Regions from separate parts of the Gossypium arboreum genome. Here region 1 is linked to region 2. The links are chromatin contacts, called in public Hi-C maps. All regions are on one chromosome and are shown on one strand. The core of a region is the stretch at or near the end of the contact, and the rest is flanking DNA. Distances in the headings are between cores, read along the strand shown. Region 1 holds the start of LOC108485235. Region 2 holds the start of LOC108466937 (anthocyanidin 3-O-glucosyltransferase UFGT-like).

Region 1 (5,391 bases), core at 105-2,604, 140 kb before region 2:
AATGTGCTTGAAAAAAATTCATTCGGTTAACAATAAAAGATTTTTAAGTTCGATTAATGCTAATTCGATTTGGTTAATAACCAAATTGACCGTTTGAATACCCCTATATGTATTTATGTTAGTTTTTTTTTTTTTTGGTAATATGTATCTATGTTATTAAGTTATGGAGTCATTACTTGCTGCTATTATGTTAGATATCTTATACTACTAATTTATAATTGTTAAAGATATGTGACCCAAATTCTTATTAAATAAAAATACAAGTGGCAATATAAGGGGATCTACGAGGGTCAGAGGCCTTTGCGGTATGGTATAGGCTGCACAAGTAAAATCTGTATAGAAATATACTTCCTCTATTTGGTTTTGATTAGAATAAAGTGTTTTAACCTTACTACATTATTTCTATTTCACTTTGATTAGAATATGATTTTACAAAATTATAAATAGACATAGTGTCTCTCCTCTTGTATTATAAATAGATGTAAAATTTGTGTGATTTTTCTTTTAAAAAAAATAGAAATTAAGTAACATATCGCTCTCTTAAGTTTTATTTTGTATGTCTCACTCCTTTATTCAATCACGTCACTAAAAAATTCAAAGTTTAGAAGATAAACCAAGAAAAATACTGGGTTTTTGCCTTAGCAGTTTATGCATTTGCCAATGGCATTACAAAGTGATGGTATTATTGAACATATGAACTCAAGGATTTGCAGAATGTGGTGGACGAGTAAAAACAAGGACCGAGGCTGGACTATGATGGCATGGGACAATATTTGTACTCCTCGGTTTTAGAGACTTGCATCTTTTCAACCTAGATCTCCTCGGAAGACAAGCATAGTGACTTCTCAATAATAAGGAGACGCTTTGTTACCATATTGTCAGCTCAAAATACTTCCCGGATGGTAACCTCTTTAGCCCAAAACATGTTGATAAACCGTCTGTTACTTGGAGAAGTATTGCCATTGCTGTTCGAAGTTTAAGACAAGGATTTGCATGGCTTGTGGGAAATAGCAGTAGTGTGGATATTTATAAGGATAATTGGGGCTTTGAAGGCCTTAATGGGGATGCTTTTATATGCAGTAAGGAGCAAGTTAGTGAGAAGAAAGTTCATGAACTGTGAATGTCGGATAGTAAACGTTGGGACAGGAATAGGGTGAATGATATTTATGGAGAAACTTTGGGAGAGCAAATTTGCAATATCCTCATTTTTCTTCATTGTCTGAATGATGTGCTGGTTTGGTTTCATAGTCATCATGGCACATATACAACTAAAGTTGCGTACTCCTGGCTCATTCTCAAAAAGATAGGCATGGGAAAGTTGCGTACTCCTGGCTCATTCTAAAAAAGATAGGCATGGGACCTCACCGTTTATTCTGGAAAATGATCTGGAAGCTCAAAATCATTCCAAAGATTTGTATTTTTGCTTGGAGAGTGGGTCATGAAATTCTGCCTACAAATTCAAAAATTGCGACCATTCAACCTTCATTGAATCCGGCTTGCCAGCGTTGTGGGACTGAAACGCTCATTCATGCGTTAAAGGACTGCCCAACTGCGAGGGAGACACTGAAATGTGGAGGTTTTGACGATAGATTGGTCAGCAGTGTTTTTGATTGATGCATCGACTGGTTGGAGATGGCTTTGAGAATCCTTGATAAAAAAGGTATGGAAAACTTCATCACCCTCATTTAGAACTCATGGAATAACAGAAAGAACTTTACATTTCGTGGTAAAGAGGAGGATGCAAGTACTAAATGGACTAGAGCTTTGACGTTAAGCAACGATTTCAAGATCCATAACTTAAGCGAAAAACCAATGCTCCCTTATCAACCTATTGGTCGTAAATGGATAAAACCGCCACGAGAGATGATGAAAATAAATGTAGATGTTGCCATTGAAGAGGGGAAAATGGGGTTGGGTGTGATTATCAAGGATGAAGATGGTTTTGTTTTGGGAGGGTATGGTTGCGTTAAAGATTTGACATTTAATAGTGAGTGGGCAGAAATGATGACTATTGAGGAAGGAGTCAGCCTGGCAAAAAGCTTGAATTTGAAAAGGGTTCAATTCGAGTCTGACAGTTCAAACATAGTGAATAAAATTAATAGAAGGGATCAGGATATAAGGTTTCTGGGTCAGCGAGCTAAAGCCATTTATAAGAAGCTGAGGTCCTTTGAGGAAGCTGTCATCAAGTGGGCGCCTAGATCCAGCAATAAGATTGCTGATTTTATTTGCAATTTTGTGTTAAGTAATAATTGTATTTGGAATTTCGATGTGAATTATTCAAAAGAGATTCACGATCTTGTAATTCTGGATGCTATTAATGAAAGCTAGGCCTTTATGGCCTGATTTGTTCAAAAAAAAAAAAAATGTAAAATTTGTGTGATTTATTTTACTCTCTTCTCTTACCATTATCAACATTCTATTTTTATAATAATAATTATTTTAAAATAATTAAATTTATTAGGCTTAATGCAACTTTGGTTTTAATTTTTTTTTACCCACATTAGTTTTTAATGTTATTTTTAGTTTAGTATTTCCAATTAATCATGCATTGTGATAGTGTAATAGGATTATGTTATAGTGATGTCATCTTTCAAAAAATTACAATTTTTTAAAATTATTAAAATAGAATATATATATAAAATAAAAAAACAATTATGAAAAATAACTAAAATTTAAAATTTTAGAAATTTTAATATTTTATAAATCATATTTACTAGAACTAGAACTTTGATTATTGTCTCTTGAGATGATACCACCTACAATAATTATTTTATAGAACTTCTTAAGTGATAAATTTGGATAACTTTTTTATTCAAATTATTTAAACAATAAAAATAATGATATTTCAATTAAATAATATTTTTACTATCTCAAGACAAATTATTGGTCTCTAGGCCATCTTAAGAATTATTGTTGAGTGTTTAATCATTTTAAAGAACTTAAAATAAAAGAGGATATGCATGATTACGGATGAAAGAAGCTTATTCCAAACATTAAATAGGGATCAAGTCAAATAAAAATGTTGCCAATAATATTAGTAAAGTACTAAAATTGAAATATTTTAAAATATTACAAATTTGATATAAAAATTATCTAATTTTTTAATACAATTTTATAAAATTGATTGTATTACAATATACAATTTTATAACAAATTTTAATATTTTAAATATAATTAACGAATGTGTACTTTATTATGGGATACAATATTTTTACTATTTTTAGAGTTTGTAATAATTTGTTATAATCTTTTATGATTACTAATAATTTTATATTTTTATTATATTTTACATTTTCTAATAATGTTTATAGTTTTTATAGATTTTTTATATTTTTTCCAATTTTAAAAATTCTAACATATTTTTAATTTTTAGACAAGTATATATATTTATAATTTCAGTTATATATTTTAGGTTTTTTGGTTTTTGAATGATGACTTTAGCTTGTGTCACATGGCAATTTATGATTTGTTGGATATCTTACTCATCTAAATCGGAAACATTTGATAATGTTAGGGATTGAATTAAAAACGTTTGATAATAATAGGGATTGAAATCGGCAAAAAAAACTTTAAATTACCATAATGGGAAAAACGATATACTTTCGTTTTGATTAAGCCAATTTATTAACATGTTGTTAATTATTTATTGAATATTTAATTTTTTAATAATTTTATTGGCTTAAGGGTCTAAAAGGTCACAAATTTTTCAAAAAAGAAGCAATTAAGTCCCTCATTTTTTTTGCACTCAATTGAGCACTTGAACTTTCAAAATGTATCAAAAAGCCCTCAAACTTCTTCAAAAAATTAAGCCCTTTTTTTTCACTCAATTGGGTACTTAAAGTTTCAAAATGCATCAAAAGGCCCTCAAAATTTTTCAAAAAGCAATTAAGCCCCTGCTCTTATTAAAAATTTAAAAATTATAATAAATAATAAATTTTAGAAAATTTATTAAATTTTAATAAAAATATAAAAATTTAAAATGAGAATTTAGAATTTCTTTTATAAAAATCGTAAAAATAAAAATTGTAAATTTTATAAAAATTATAAAAATTAACGACCTCTAGTTTTTCAATTAAAGTCATCACGTGTTTAATACAACGTGACATGTGGTGAAAAATGATAAAAAGGAAGTAATGAAACTTATAGAAAGATTATAAAATGTTTCTTTTGGTACTATAATTTTTATAAAAAGTTTACTTAAATTTATATTTTTTACATTTTGTATAATTTTCTTACGACTTTATAAACATTTATAACTTTTATATTTCTATATATTTTAAAATTTTTACGAGTTTTTAGAAAAAAATTTACAATTTTTATATTTTTTAATTCTTAATAAATTTTAATATTTAAATTTCTTATTAAAATTTAATAAAATTTATAGCTTTATAGCTTTTAATTTTTATAATTTTTTTCTATTTTTAATAAAAGCATGGGCTTAATTATTTTTTAAAAAAGTTTGAGGGTCTTTTGATACATTTTGAAAGTTCAAGTATCCAATTGAGTGCAAAATAAAGTAATGGCTTAATTGCTTTTTTTTTAAAAGGTTTGAGGGCCTTTTGATGCATTTGGAAAATTCAAGTACCCAAATAAGTACAAGAAAAAAAGTTAATTAAATTTTTGAAAAAATTGAGGAATTATTACACGTTAAGCTTAATTTTACAAAAAGCACAAAAGTTTGAAAATGAATGGATTAACATATTAATAAAATATTTAATTTAAAAGCATGCTATTAAATATTTATGAAGGTAAACGAATAATTAGAATTTGATAATTTAAAATTATGATACGCAATCAAAGTTGCCACTCCTTTTTTTCCATTTATTAATATTGAATGCATATACTTACTATAATTTTATTAGTTATTATTAATATTTTATTACTATTTTATTTATCATATATTATTATATTATAGAGTTAATTGCACTATACATCTTTAAATCATGATTTTAATTCTATATCGGTCTCAAATTTCAAAACGTCTTAATTACATCTCTATACTATCGATGTTATATCAATTATGTTCTTTTATTATTAAAATTGTTAATTTAACTATTAAATAACATATCAAATCTTAAAATCTTTATCATTTTATTTACAAAATTAAAAATCTATTTTATAAGTTATTTTATTTTAATTATACCGGTTTTGACAAATAAATTTAATTACCAACACTATTAAAATTCACTATTGGAAGTACTTAATATCCACTTCATCCAAAGAAAACTTAAACATTTATTACACAACATATAAGACCATGAAGAAAGTTTAATGGGAGTATTAAATTTTGTAATGTTAAACAAAATATTAATATTTTAGAAATATTAGTCATCAAATTGTATATATGATGATATGGAATGTTATGAATTGAATTGAGACGATCATGGTATA
Region 2 (5,520 bases), core at 855-3,354:
ATGCATTATTGAAAGGAGGAATCTTACTCATGGGGGATGGGTTGAGAGGGTGTTGCATGAGCTCCTTAAAGCTTAGGATGTGGTGCTACAGGCAAAAGCTGTCTATAACTTCTTGTTGCCGTGTCCTGCAGATGATAACCAAAAATTTCGAAGATTACCCAGAACATCGCCTCAAATTCTTTTCACTGCTTCGTGCCATTGCTACTCATTGTTTTGCTGCACTTATACGGTTATCAAGTCAGGTTGGTCTTGTGTTTCTTCTTTTTGCTGATCTCTTGTAGCTCTTATTTAATTAAAAACATGAAGTATGTCTTTAAATTTCTGTTTCAATAATATACTATCTAATGTCATTTATTTTTGGATGTTTGAAAGAGTTTCATGGCAATCATTGTTTATTACTATTGTTTTTTCCTTGCATCTGCATCAGCAATTAAAGCTTGTTATGGATTCAATCATTTGGGCATTCCGGCATACAGAGAGGAATATTGCAGAAACTGGTCTAAATCTTCTATTGGAGATGCTAAAAAACTTTCAGGTCTGACAATGTAGGGGTTTCTCATGGTTGATAGCTTGTGTTTACATAAAGATTCTGAGTTTTTGGTTTTTGCACCTTGCTAGGCTTCTGAATTTTGCAACCAGTTCTACCGAACATACTTTTTGTCAATTGAGCAAGAAATATTTGCCGTCTTGACAGACACATTTCACAAACCTGGCTTCAAGTTGCATGTCTTGGTTTTGCAGCACCTGTTCTGCCTGGTAAAGTATTTTGCTGTGTCTTGATTTCTCTGATTTGCATTAGTTTAATCTTAGTCTTTGACATTATTTTCAGGTTGAGAGTGGTTTGTTGACTGAGCCATTGTGGGATGCTGCTACGGTTCCATATCCATATCCAAACAATGGAATGTTTGTTCGTGAATACACGATAAAGCTTCTGAGTACATCATTCCCCAACATGACTGCTGCTGAGGTACAATGACTGGTTCACTTCCAATCTATTGTTTTTTTTTTTTGTTTTATTTACTGAGTTGGCATCACTGATATGATGTGGGTTTCAGGTTTCTCAATTTGTGAATGGATTATTTGACTCGAGAAATGATTTGTCCACTTTTAAAAATCACATACGGGACTTCCTTGTGCAATCAAAAGAATTTTCAGCTCAGGTAAAGCTTTGAAAGAAAAAGGAGAGGTCTCCTATGCTAACGATTATGTAAATTGGTCCATGCTTAGCATTTGTGGGGTTGAAATCTACTGTTAGTTTTAGTTGAAACTTGGAAGTTCCATTTTGGTATTTTGATAGGAGCAATTATCACCTCTGTATGTAGTTTGCTTTGATGAACGAATTGATCATGTGATTCTACTTTCTGCAGGACAATAAAGATCTCTATGCAGAAGAAGCTGCCCTACAGAGGGAAAGAGAGCGACAACGGATGCTTTCTATCCCAGGGCTTATTGCCCCAAATGAGATACAAGATGAGATGTTGGATTCGTAGATGTGGCTAATTTTGGCATGGAGGCTAATTTGTTTAATTTTGACTTGGGAGTTAAGGTTGCGCCTTGGTTGTATGACCTGTATCCCTGAATGTAATCAGATCTGATACAGCATTTTCACCCATTGTTTTTCCCAAGGTTTCTTATTTTTGTTGAAAATGGTGGTTGCACACGGGCTATATATGTGGCGGTTCGGTGATGTGTAGAATATTTAGGTGTTTGACGTAGTACGATCTGGGTCATTGTAATCCTTTCCTAGCTCCAGCTTGATATTTGTATTCATCATGATAGTTGGGATGCACTGAAGATCTTTTAGATGACTTGTTTTCAAGTATTGTTGATTCATCCTATAGGTTTTAAAAAGGAAATACTAACGGCAGAGGTTTGTGCAGAGAACCTTTCTCTTCTTTTTTAGATTTGATTGAAAGTGTTTGACTACACGCTACACTGCTTTGTCTTTGTTTTTAACTTCACAATTTCAAGTGAAGGTAATGAACATTGGTTATCTTTTAAAATCTTGCTTCCAATTTTCTTATCTGAAGTCTGGTGTTCGTGGGGGTTGGTTTATCTAAAAAACAAACCTAATTATGGCGGAAAGCAGACGCACTGTCCAACAACAAAAAATAACGGGGGTTGGCATGTGCATCGTTCGATGACACTAATTCAATGGTGAGCGAACTATGTCAAATCCCAGCTCTATTTTCTCTGTCAACTAATCATTGATTGAAGAGGCGTGGAGGAATACACTGACGTATGCTAACCCCCAATCTTGTATATTCAAATTATCAGTGTACGGCACCACCTTTACCAACCTGGACGGGCCTATGGCTATATAATAACACAGTTTCCTGCCCTTACCCATCCAAACTCAACCTTTCCCGCGCAGCAGTGATGTCAAAACTTGTTGATACCCATGTTGCTGTTCTCGCATTCCCTCACGGCACCCACGCTGCTCCACTCCTCGCCATCATCAACCGGCTAGCCTCGGCGTCCCCAAAAACCTTGTTTTCATTTTTCGGCACTGCACAATCCAACAACTCTATCTTCTTCTCCGCATCCCAACTAACACCACCGAACGTTAAAGCTTATAACGTAGACGATGGAGTACCTGAAGGCTATGTTTTCGTGGGGAAGCCTCAGGAGGACATCGAGTTGTTCATGGAAGCTGCACCCCAGAATCTGAGGAAGGCAATGGAACTGGCAGTGGAAGAGACTGGGAGGAAAGTGAGCTGCTTGGTTGCTGATGCTTTCTTTTGGTTTGCCAAAGAGATAGCGGTGGAGAATGGTGTGCCTTGGGTATCCTTTTGGACTGCAGGGGCTTGCTCCCTCTCTTCCCATGTTTATACTGATTTAATAAGGGAAAAATTTGGTGTTGGAGGTAACTTCCCTTTCTTTTTGTTCTTTTCTCACCTAAGTTTCAACTTTAAGCATTTTCCATCAAAGTGTACTTTAAAAATCTGTCAAAAAAATGGAGAGCTGCAAAATAAGGGAAACATTTTGAAGAAAAAATAGTATATTATCTATAGCTTAAATAATCTACCTTTGGCCGATAGATAGATATCTCATTTCAATGACTTCAAAGCTGACATGCACCACCATTTATCTTCTAGCTTGTGTACAATGTTATGAACATATACATATGGGTTTCAAATATGGATTTATCCACATCTGTACATGTAAATTATACAGGCATCGTTGGGCGAGAAGATGAAACCCTCAACTTCATTCCTGGAATGTCTAAAGTACGAATCCGTGACTTGCCTGAAGGAATTGTCTTTGGAAACTTGGAATCATTCTTCTCGCGCATGCTGCATCGAATGGGCCAAGTTCTACCAGAGGCAACTGCAGTCTTCCTAAACTCTTGTGAAGAACTAGACCCTGATAGGACAACTGATTTGAAATCCAAGTTCAAGCAATACCTGAATGTTGGACCTTTCATCCTTGCAACACCACCACCATCCGTTCCAGATCCATATGGTTGCCTGACATGGCTCGACAAGCAAAAAGCTGCAACAGTGGTGTATATCAGCTTTGGATCAGTTGTGACCCCACCTCCAAATGAACTTGTTGCGCTAGCAGAAGCAGTAGAGGCTAGCCAGGTTCCTTTTATATGGTCTCTTAGAGATAAATCAAAGGTACATCTGCCCAATGGGTTCCTAGAAAGGGCAAATGGTATGGTAGTTCCATGGGCTCCCCAGAGAGACGTGCTAGCCCATGGTGCTGTTGGGGTGTTCATAACTCATGGCGGTTGGAACTCACTAGTAGAGAGCATAGCAGGTGGGGTGCCAATGATTTTCAGGCCGTTTTTTGGGGATCACGGGGTGAATGGAAGAATGGTGGAGGATGTATGGGAAATTGGTGTGATTATTGAGAGTGGAGTTTTGACGAAGAATGGAATAATGAGGAGCTTGGATCTAATTTTGGCACAAGAAAAAGGGAAGAAAATGAGAGAAAATTTGAAGGAAGTTGTTGCACTTGCACAAATATCAGTTGGAGCAAACGGAAGCTCCACTAAAAATTTCAAGAAATTGTTGGATTTGGTATGTAGCCAAAATCATGCCTAGATTTGGTTTTCGTTAAGTGTGTGGAATCATGAGGTTTATGTTTAAATTAATTATGTCTTTCTTATGTATTAAATAAATGACAAATTTCGGTTGCTAGTATTAGTAACATGCGAATATTTGAAACGGTCTCAATTTTAATGTTAAGTTTGCTGATGGAATAATTCTAATTCTGTTTTGTCTTAGTTTTTTTTGTTGTATTACAAAAGAAAAGAAAAAGAAAAGTCTTTATCTTGATAAAAAGTAACAGGGTTTGCATTTAATGAATAAAAATAAAAATAAAATAAAATGGCATCATTTGAATTATTGACAAGATATAAGTTTGTATATATCCAAATAAAATTGCATGTTTTAATGTTAATAAAATATGTATTATTTAAAAGGTAGAATAATATAATTATATTGTTTTTGAATGCATTAATATCATCTTTAAAACGTGTACATGTAGATTTTAAAATGATGTGGGTTAGTTTCGACGAGGTTTGTGAAATGAGCAAATTCAAATGCTTATGGAGTGTCTAATGCAGGGCCAAGACCCTTGGAGATGGTGATATTTCAATCTTGCTATGAAGGTATTATTTCGATTGTTGGGAGCAGGAAATTTTTTGATTGGAAGCGCCTGCAATTTATATGGTTAGATCTCTTCAAAAATGTAATTGAGATTTATACAATTACGGATCAACATATTCTTTATAAAATTTACTAGATTATTTTTTTGATATAATACCTAAAATTATTTATAACTCTTCCTCAACCTTTAAATAAGACGTTCAAATCCACATCCTCCTTTACCAACAATAATGTCGATGCCAAACTTAGTCGACAATAGTACTTACATTTAATATTTTAATAGATGGACTGATAATTTGAACTGTACAAATTATAAGAACTGCTAAAACTATACTACTATTCGATAGATACACTTGTCTTCATCGTGATAATAGTTAGTTTAAAGAACGCTGAATTATAAATTTTTAAAACCTGTCGCGAATATCACGTATCAAGTTTTTTGCGCCGTTGCCGGGGAACTAGGATTTAGAAACACTCGATTTTTATTACTTTAGCCATTTTACTTTTATTGCAATTTAAATTTTTATTTTATTTTCTAATTCTTTATTTATTTTCTTCTGACAGGTTTTTCTAGTTTATGACCAGAAGAAACCCGTCAGGACCATTACTGTTTGATAGTGAGATCAATCGCACAGTTCGCAGAAACCGAAGAGAAATAAGGCGAAGCTTAAGATACACCGAGGAAGAGCAAGAAGACGATATTTCAACTACAACCGAGGAGATGACTGAAAACCAAGAAAATCTGCTACCTCCTGCGATTGCTACTAATCAGAATCCTGTTCCGCGTACTATGTATGATTATGCTAAACTTTCTTTAACAGGAACTGAATCGAGCATAGTTAGGTCTGTTGTTGCTGCAAATAATTTTGAAATGAAACCTAACTCCATTCAAATGATCAAA

What was found. A called contact is a pair of places that touch in the nucleus more often than the background predicts.
Region 1: a contact with region 2 is called in a Hi-C map of leaf, with 2.4 times the contacts expected there. The contact joins the promoter of LOC108485235 here to the promoter of LOC108466937 in region 2. A contact is called at or near these places in 2 of 5 Hi-C or Micro-C datasets (both in leaf).

What each region holds. Positions count from the first base shown.
Region 1 is chr2:10,540,477-10,545,867 of ASM2569848v2, reverse strand. It overlaps LOC108485235, which reads left to right and starts at 1,354. Exons shown (of 2, transcript XM_017789069.1): 1 at 1,354-1,593; 2 at 1,690-2,328. The coding sequence starts at 1,354. The coding sequence ends at 2,328.
Region 2 is chr2:10,403,221-10,408,740 of ASM2569848v2, reverse strand. It overlaps LOC108466937 (anthocyanidin 3-O-glucosyltransferase UFGT-like), which reads left to right and starts at 2,104. Exons shown (of 2, transcript XM_017767320.2): 1 at 2,104-2,866; 2 at 3,178-4,213. The coding sequence starts at 2,242. The coding sequence ends at 4,052. LOC108466936 (protein EXPORTIN 1A) reads left to right here. Exons shown (of 32, transcript XM_017767319.2): 27 at 132-242; 28 at 428-535; 29 at 619-756; 30 at 830-967; 31 at 1,056-1,160; 32 at 1,368-1,884. The coding sequence ends at 1,490.